Regions from separate parts of the Sus scrofa genome. Here region 1 is linked to region 2. A link is a contact called in public HiChIP or PLAC-seq data. All regions are on one chromosome and are shown on one strand. Each heading gives the region's core, a stretch centred on a gene start, on an enhancer-like site or on the middle of the called end of the contact. The rest is flanking DNA. Distances are from core to core; before and after follow the strand shown.

Region 1 (3,821 bases), core at 692-3,191, 110 kb after region 2:
CTACCCTGGATTGAGCTATCTCTTTTTCTCTTTTCTGTGACCTCTTGTATACTTTTGTCCTCAGAAATCCTTGGTTTGGGGATTATTTATTTATGAGTCATCATGGTGACAGCATACTTCAAGTAGACTGATTTTTAAGAAGCCATTCCTGATTCTTAAAGCTGGTTTCTCTGGTTTCATCTTCAAATTTTTCTCAAGAACATTCTTTAGCAGGGTCAAAGAAAGTGCACCATCAGCAATGTGGAACTTACAAAAATAGATTAGAACTTGTGAAATCTCTATAAACATTCCCTAACTCATGGAATGATGTCATCTCTTGGTGGTATGAAAATCTACCCATTTCTCTCTCTTTTAAATAAACTCTCTGCTAATTAATTGCCATTATAGTAAGATGATCTGTTTCTTATTCAGTAAGGCCTATTTTGAGAATGTAGTAAATTAAATGTACTTATAAATCCAAATTGTATTAGATCAAAGGAAAACAAGGACTCCAGTTGGCAAATACTTGGAAATTTCAAGTTAATACATTGTTTATGTTATTCCAACACCAGATAAATATAATTCCTTTTGCTGAAGCCTAAAGGCATTCTTATTCCCAAATCTTATTTCGGAATTCCTTTTGTGTCCATATTTCTTACCTTCTGGTTAATTTCACCTTACCACTTTTTAATGTCACTACACATGTGAGTCAAAGATGGTGCATGCAGAACCAAGGCATTTGGTTTTAAATGTGTAAAATGGAACCAAATGGAAAAAAACAGGACGGAGATGCAGTATCTGCTAGTAGTTAAGTGCCTGGGCTCTGGAATAAATATGTTTTAAAAAGCGGGGGGAAGGAGGAATCAAAAAAAGGTACTGCTTTTTTTATGTATGGAATAAAAATATTCTCTAAATTGGGCTGGGTTTTTTTTTTTTAGGAGTAGACTTTTAAAGGCAACTGTGGCTGTGGTCATTTTATTTTACTATTTTTTTGGCCACACCTACAGCATTCAGAAGTTCCCTGACCAGGGACCAGACTGGAGCCACAGCAGTGACAACAATGCCAAATCTTTAACTGTTAGTCCACGAGGCAACTGTGAGTTTTGCTATTTTCATAAGACTTTTAATTCAGTCTTGACCCACTGTGTGTAGTAGAATTTCAGGTGTCTCCCCATAGCTGAACTGTATTGTCCACTGTTCTTGAAAGTTAAGAATTTGCTTGCTCAAGATCAGCTGATGGCTGGTGAACACAGTTTGGCCTTTGGCATTTTGTGAGATGACTTAATTGTACTATGGTGTTTGAGGAATAGAGACCTCAGGTGAAAATACTTCTGTTTCTGTTTTGAATGGTGAGCTCCCATGAGAAAGAGTCCAACATTTTTTTCTCCCAATGTCACTTTTTTCCCCCTTATTCTCTTTTTTCTCTGTCTCTGTCATTGCCTGCGGTAGTGAATTTCAGTCACTCATGCTGAGTAGAGTTTGAATAAAGTGAATATTTGGCCCCAAAACATACTGTTGGACGCCCCCACCCACCCCGCCTTGCTTGTAAGGTGTGGCATGATTTTGTGTTTTGAACCAGTATGTTTCAGCTGTGAAATGCACTCACTGTAGACACTGAGCTGAGTGCATGGAAACTGTTATGCTTTTCATTTTATGTGATCTCCTAATTGGTATGTAGCAAAAAATAATTTTCTAAAACTGTTTTGTTGCTTGTTTTGTAATAAAACCATGTGAAATACTGCAATACGGCAACGTGTGTTTTCCTAAGGCTGACCTTCTGTCCGTGGGTGGGTGATCTGGCTTGTCAGTGTGCCCCTGGCCTTGGTTTTAGGGATTTCACGACGTGGCTGTCTGCTTGGGGAAGGGCCAGGATGTCTCTTCATCTCCTGGGGTGGGACGGCTGGGGGAGGATTGGGGGAGGGGGTGCGTGGAGAAGACTGCCAGACTCTGCCCCTTAAAGTTGGGGACTGGCAGAAGCGGCACAGCAGTCCGGAGAAAGTGTGGCTCATCTTAGAGCAGCTGCGGGTCCAGAGGAAAATCATAAGAAAGTGGGGAGGAGCGGGGTCAGGAGGAAGGAAGCAGAATGTCCAGAACTCTGCTGCGGCCCGCCGGGCTCAGACAGCTCCTACTGCTGTGGCTGCTGCTGCCCCACGCACCTGGGGCCGGGGTCGAGGCCAGGACCGTCCGGCCCGCGCCGCCCTGCCCCGCGGTCTGCGAGCCAATGCGCTGCCCCCCGCTGCCCTCCTGCTCCGCGGGACGGCGCCAGTGCTTGACCGCTGCGGCTGCTGCCGCGTCTGCGCCGCGGCCGAGGGCGAGGCTTGCGGCGCCGCGCTCCGCCGGCCGTGCGCCCCGGGGCTGCAGTGCCTCGCGCCGCCCTCACCGCGGCTCCTTGGCAGCAGCGGGCTCGGTACCTGCCGCTGCCCGGCGGCGGGGGCCGCGGTGTGCGGCAGCGACGGGCGCACGTACCCCAACCTGTGCGCGCTCCGCGCCAGGAACCACGCTGCACGTCTCCGCGGCGGGCTCCCGGCGGTGCACGTGCATGAGGTGGACTGTGGGGACCCAGGTGAGCGGTCGACGCGCGCTCTCGGCGCCCTCTTGGCACTTTCTTAGGGAGCCTGTTCCAATCGCGTGGCCCAGCGCGGGCTCTTTCCTGCCGCATTGCCACAGGGATTCACCACCTCCTAGCTCCCAATTTTCTTCCTGCCTTACTTGTCTCGTTACCGGTTCCCAGGTAGTTGCTCCCCGATTTCCTCCCTATAGGTGTTGCCTGTCGCCTTCCCTTTAAAATTACTTTCCAATCGGAATGACAGGTCTGGTTCCCTCAAGGCGCTGTCTCACGGGAACGCAGTGAAAATACAGAGGGAGACCGAAGAGAGGAAGGGGAGGGAAAGGGGAGGGAGAAGAGAGGCAGAGAAGTTTGAGAGATGACCCCTGATGCAGTCAGGCAGCGAGGGTGTCCCCCGCCCCAAGAACGGAGCGTCTCTTCACAGGGACCAGAAGCGCGGGCTGGCTCAGGAGCAAGTACAACTTCATCGCAGAGGTGGTGGAGAAGGTGGCGCCGTCGGTGGTCCACTTACAGCTGTTCAGCAGGTAAAGGAGGCCAAGGGAGACGTCAACTCCTTGGGTTGTTTCCCAGCGTCTTCCTGCTCCAGGCCCGACTCTACCGCTCTTCCAGCACTGTTTAGTCCTAAAAACCCCGCTGTGAGGAAATCCAGCGGCTCCAAGAGGTTGAATTGCCCGTTAGTTGTTAGTCGTTTAGCCAAAGGGCGGAGGCACAGAGATTCTGACTTTCAAATCGAGGCAACCCCTCTCCTTCAAATTCAAGGTCAGATATTAGTGATAGAGGGCCTCTTGATGGTACTCTTGCTCGGCCTCTTCTTTTTCGTGGAGGGAATCCCAGAACCAGCGAGCAAGAGGAATTTGTCCTATGTCACAAGGCGGATTAGGAGAGGAACCCACGCTGGAACCAGACTTCTTTAACTCCCTCCCTGCCTGGGTGCTGGATAATGTTGCCCTAGGTCCACTTTTGTCCCCAGTATGACCATCAGGTTAGTTTTCCTTGAAGCAGAGGGCTGTGGCTCTGACCTGCTTTCACGAAGAGGGTATCCCTGGAATTCCTGCTTTGGTGCAGTGAGTTAATGATCTCTCATCCGGGTGGAGGTGCTGGTTCCATGCCTGGCCAGGTGCACTGGGTAAAAGATCCCACTTGCTGCAGCTGTGGCGGGTGTGGGTCTCCCAATTGAATTAGATCCCTGGCCCTGGAAGGAGATGGCTGAAAAATAAGAAGCGGGTGTTCCTAGAAAAAGAGAGTTGGAATCAGCTTTCAGTCCTGTTTCCAAGAC
Region 2 (3,585 bases), core at 666-3,165:
CATAAGGCTACTTCAAAACGGTTAGAATAAGCAAATATCACATTGTGTGTATATCATCACAATTAAAAAAAAATAAAATAAAGAGTTCTTGTTGTGGCTCAGTGGTAAGGAACCCGACTAGTATCCATGAGGTCACAGGTTTAATCCCTGGCCTTGCTCAGTGGGTTAAGGATCTGGCATTGCTGAAAGCTCTGGTATAGTTCACAGACATGGCTCAGGTTTGGTGTCGATGAGGCTGTGGCATAGGCTGGCGGCTGCAGCTCCGATTCTACCCGGAGCTTGGGAACCTCCATATGCTACAGGTGGGGTCCTAAAAAGCAAAACAAAACAAAAAACCCCCAAAACCAAAAAAAAAAAAAAACCCACCAAAAAAACAGCTTACCTTTTCTAACTTATAGAAGAAAAAGAAAAGATGTCTTTAAGTTTCAAAGAGAAATTGCTTGATTTTTTTTTTTTTTTTTTTTTTTTTTTTTTTTTTTTGGAGGGAGGGTGTTCTCTTTTCTTTTTCAGCTGCATCCACAGCATTCGAAACTTCCCTGGGCTGGGGATAGAACCCATGCCTCAGTAGCAACCCAAGGTATCACAGAGACAATGCCGGATCCTTAACCACTGCACCACAGCAGGAATTCCTGGTTTGTCTTTTTAACTGAAATATAGTTGACTTACAAAACTGAGTTAGTTGAGAAAAAGTGGCTTGTTATTTTGATCTATAAGAATGCCTCCCCCTGGAGTTGTGAACCAGTCCCTTTGGCCCCTCATGGTGCCCTGAAAAAGGGACATGTTCTGAGATGGAGAGATAGAGTCTGTATAAGGTAAATGGCACCAAATTGACAAGATTTCAATGGCAATATTGGAAGAAAAGAGGAGGAGTGGTTACTTTGTGGGTGATTAAGTTTGTGGCTGAGGAAGAGAATGTAATTTGCCTGCTTTTCTGGTTGTGACTGCCAGGCTCCTGTACATCTCATAATTAGAAAGCTACTCCCTCTTTGCTTTGTCTTGGGCCTGGTCCTCTGCAAATCTATAAGCCTGACTTGTGAGTCCTGAGGCCCCTTCTCAGGACAGCCCTGGCCTCTGCTGACTGCAGTGTGTGAACAGGGATGGCTCCCTGTTCCTGACCTGGGCTGGCTTCCCTCATCCTTGTGGGCACAGCTTTGGCTGCATCCCAGGGGGGAGAAATAACCCTGAGAAATGGAAATTCCAGAAAGCTGGGGACATATTTTCAAGAACAGTAGACTTAGTTTGAATTTGAGAAATGGGGAAGTGGGTGAGTGAGAGAGAGTCAAGCTGTGGTAAGTAAAGGGAACAGGAGAGGAATCAATCTGACTGGCCGGTTGAAAGAAGTTGCCTCCAAATGTGAAAATAATTTGCAGAGGAATGTTTACCCAAAAACTAATCTAAAGAAAAAAACAACTTACACACTAGAATCTAAATGTCAGTTTATTCCCAGAGGGAATGAGCTCAGAAGTTAAAAGGAGGGGAGAGCCTCTCCAAACATTAAATGTATTTTTTTAAGGCTCCTTTGGGGTTAAATTGGTTCCCGGAAGAACCTAGGCTCTTATCCCAGGGGAGGTGTCTCCGCAAATGCTAAGAGAAGGGCTGAGAAGCTAAATGTTCAGAACCGGGGGTGACTGGTGAAGAGACTTGAGAGATCAGCCAGAAATATTCAGTCAATTGTGTTTTCAGCTGATAAATTCATCCAGATTTTTGAGATCAAACATTTGGAGCCTGAGGAACTCCCTCTGGGGGCTGCTTTTGTTTATCATGCTCTCCTGGCCACTGGAGTTCACAGACAGTGATATCAGAGAGAGAAAACTTGGGAGGGAAGTCCAAGTTTGCGAAGGCACAGACTGGGGGACGGGAAATAGCCATGCGGTAAACTTGAAAGGTTCAGACATGAACCAGAGCGGACATTCCTAATAAGCCGTGCCTGGTCAGTGAAGGAAGTTGAAAATACAACTGCCCAAATGCAAGCAGCTCACCAGAGGAGAGAGAGGAACCAGGCTTTCCCACCCACAATCTGGTTCTTTAAATATAAACTTGATCCTATGGTATAGAAGTCAGCCTTGTAAGTATAAAAGCAGCTTCCAAAATATAGTTGATTTCTTTCTTTCTTTGACTGCACCCATGGCATGAAAAAGTTCCTAGGCCAGGGATGAAACCCAAGCCATAACCTGAGCCACAGCAGGGGCAACGCTGGATCCTTAACCTGCTGAGCCACACGGGCACTCCTGAAGTTGATTTCTTTCTTTCTTTCTTTTATCCTTTTAGGGCTGCACCCATGGCATATGAAAATTCCCAGGATAGGGGTTAAATCGGAGCTGCAGCTGCCAGCCTACACCACAGCCACAGCAACGCAAAATCTGAGCCGCATCTATGAGAGACAAAGGGGAGTTCTGTGTAGGAGTGCGGCGTGCAGCTTGTCAAGGACAGCTGCACTTCCAGGATGCCTGTGGACAAGACCTGACTGTACTGTGTGATGGGTGATGCTGGAGAGGCTGTTTTCGGGTTATTCAACTGGGCTGTGATAGTGGCAGCAGGAGAGAAGGGGGAAGAGCAGGTTCTAGAATGAAATAGCACAATGAAATAGCACTTCCTGACAATTGACTGAGTCGGGACCCAAGGGAGAAGGAACTTAGAGGTTTCTAGCCTTGGAAATAGGAAGAGAAAAAACTAGCTGATTGGGAAGGAAGGTCGTCATGGGGTGGGAGAAAAGCAGGGGAGGAGCCCCAGCTTACAGCAGACTGATGGGTTTCTTTGTGTTATTCAGTTTATTTCTTTTTTTCTTTTCGGGCCGCACCTGCAGCATATGGAAGTTCCCAGGTTAGGGGTGGAATTGGAGCTGCAGCTGCCAAACTACACCACTGCCACAGCAACACTGGATCCAAGCTGCACCAACGACCTATACCACAGCTTGCAGCAATGCCGGATCCTTAACCCACTGAGTGAGGCCAGGGATCGAACCCAAATCCTCTCAGACATTATGTTTTTTTTTCCTCTTAGGTTTTTTTTTTTTAATATAGTTGACTTACAATGTTCTATTAGTTTCTGCGTACAGCAGAAGAATATAGCAAAGAGACTCAGTCGTACATAGATACATATATTCTTTTTCTCACATTATCCTCCATCACATTTCATAAAAAATGATTGGATATAGTTCCCTGCGCTATACAGTAGCAGGATCTCATTGCCTATCCACTCCAAATGCAATAGTTTGCATCTACTAACCCCAAACTCCCAGTCCATCCCTCCCCTTCCCCCTTGACAACCACAAGTCTGTATTCTATGTCTGCGAGTCTGTTTCTGTTTTGTAGATAGAGTCATTTGTGCCATATTTTAGGTTCTACACATAAGTGAGATCATACGGTATTTATCTTTCTCTTTCTGACTTACTTTACTTAGTATGAGAATCTCTTGTTCCATTTGTGTTGCTGCAAATGGCATTATATTGTTCTTTTTATGGCTGAGTAGTATTCCATCTTCTTAATCCATTCATCTGTTGATGGACATTTAGGTTGTTTCCATGTCCTGGCTATTGTGAATAGTGCAGCAATGAATATACTGGGTTCTTTACCTGATGAGCCACAG

What was found. HiChIP or PLAC-seq counts read pairs in DNA pulled down with a chosen protein or histone mark.
Region 1: a contact with region 2 is called in an H3K27ac HiChIP or PLAC-seq map of alveolar macrophages. The contact joins the promoter of HTRA4 here to the enhancer-like site in region 2. A contact is called at or near these places in 7 of 47 Hi-C or Micro-C datasets (embryonic fibroblasts, heart right ventricle, mesenteric adipose tissue and 3 more) and 2 of 2 datasets of contacts at active chromatin or transcription factors (alveolar macrophages and skeletal muscle).

Annotation. Positions count from the first base shown.
Region 1 is chr15:47,624,009-47,627,829 of Sscrofa11.1, reverse strand. HTRA4 (serine protease HTRA4) reads left to right here and starts at 1,941. Exons shown (of 10, transcript XM_021075121.1): 1 at 1,941-2,228; 2 at 2,231-2,542; 3 at 2,970-3,069. The coding sequence starts at 2,063. PLEKHA2 (pleckstrin homology domain-containing family A member 2) reads left to right here. Exons shown (of 13, transcript XM_021075122.1): 13 at 1-1,723.
Region 2 is chr15:47,731,916-47,735,500 of Sscrofa11.1, reverse strand. No RefSeq gene overlaps it. Among named protein-coding and RNA genes, the nearest start is that of PLEKHA2, 36 kb to the right of the region's middle. Within about 2 kb of position 1,915, at least 18 of the 83 cell types and tissues checked have an H3K27ac peak or open chromatin away from gene starts, as enhancers often do. A contact at or near this core is called in alveolar macrophages, mesenteric adipose tissue, omental adipose tissue and 2 more, where this site is marked.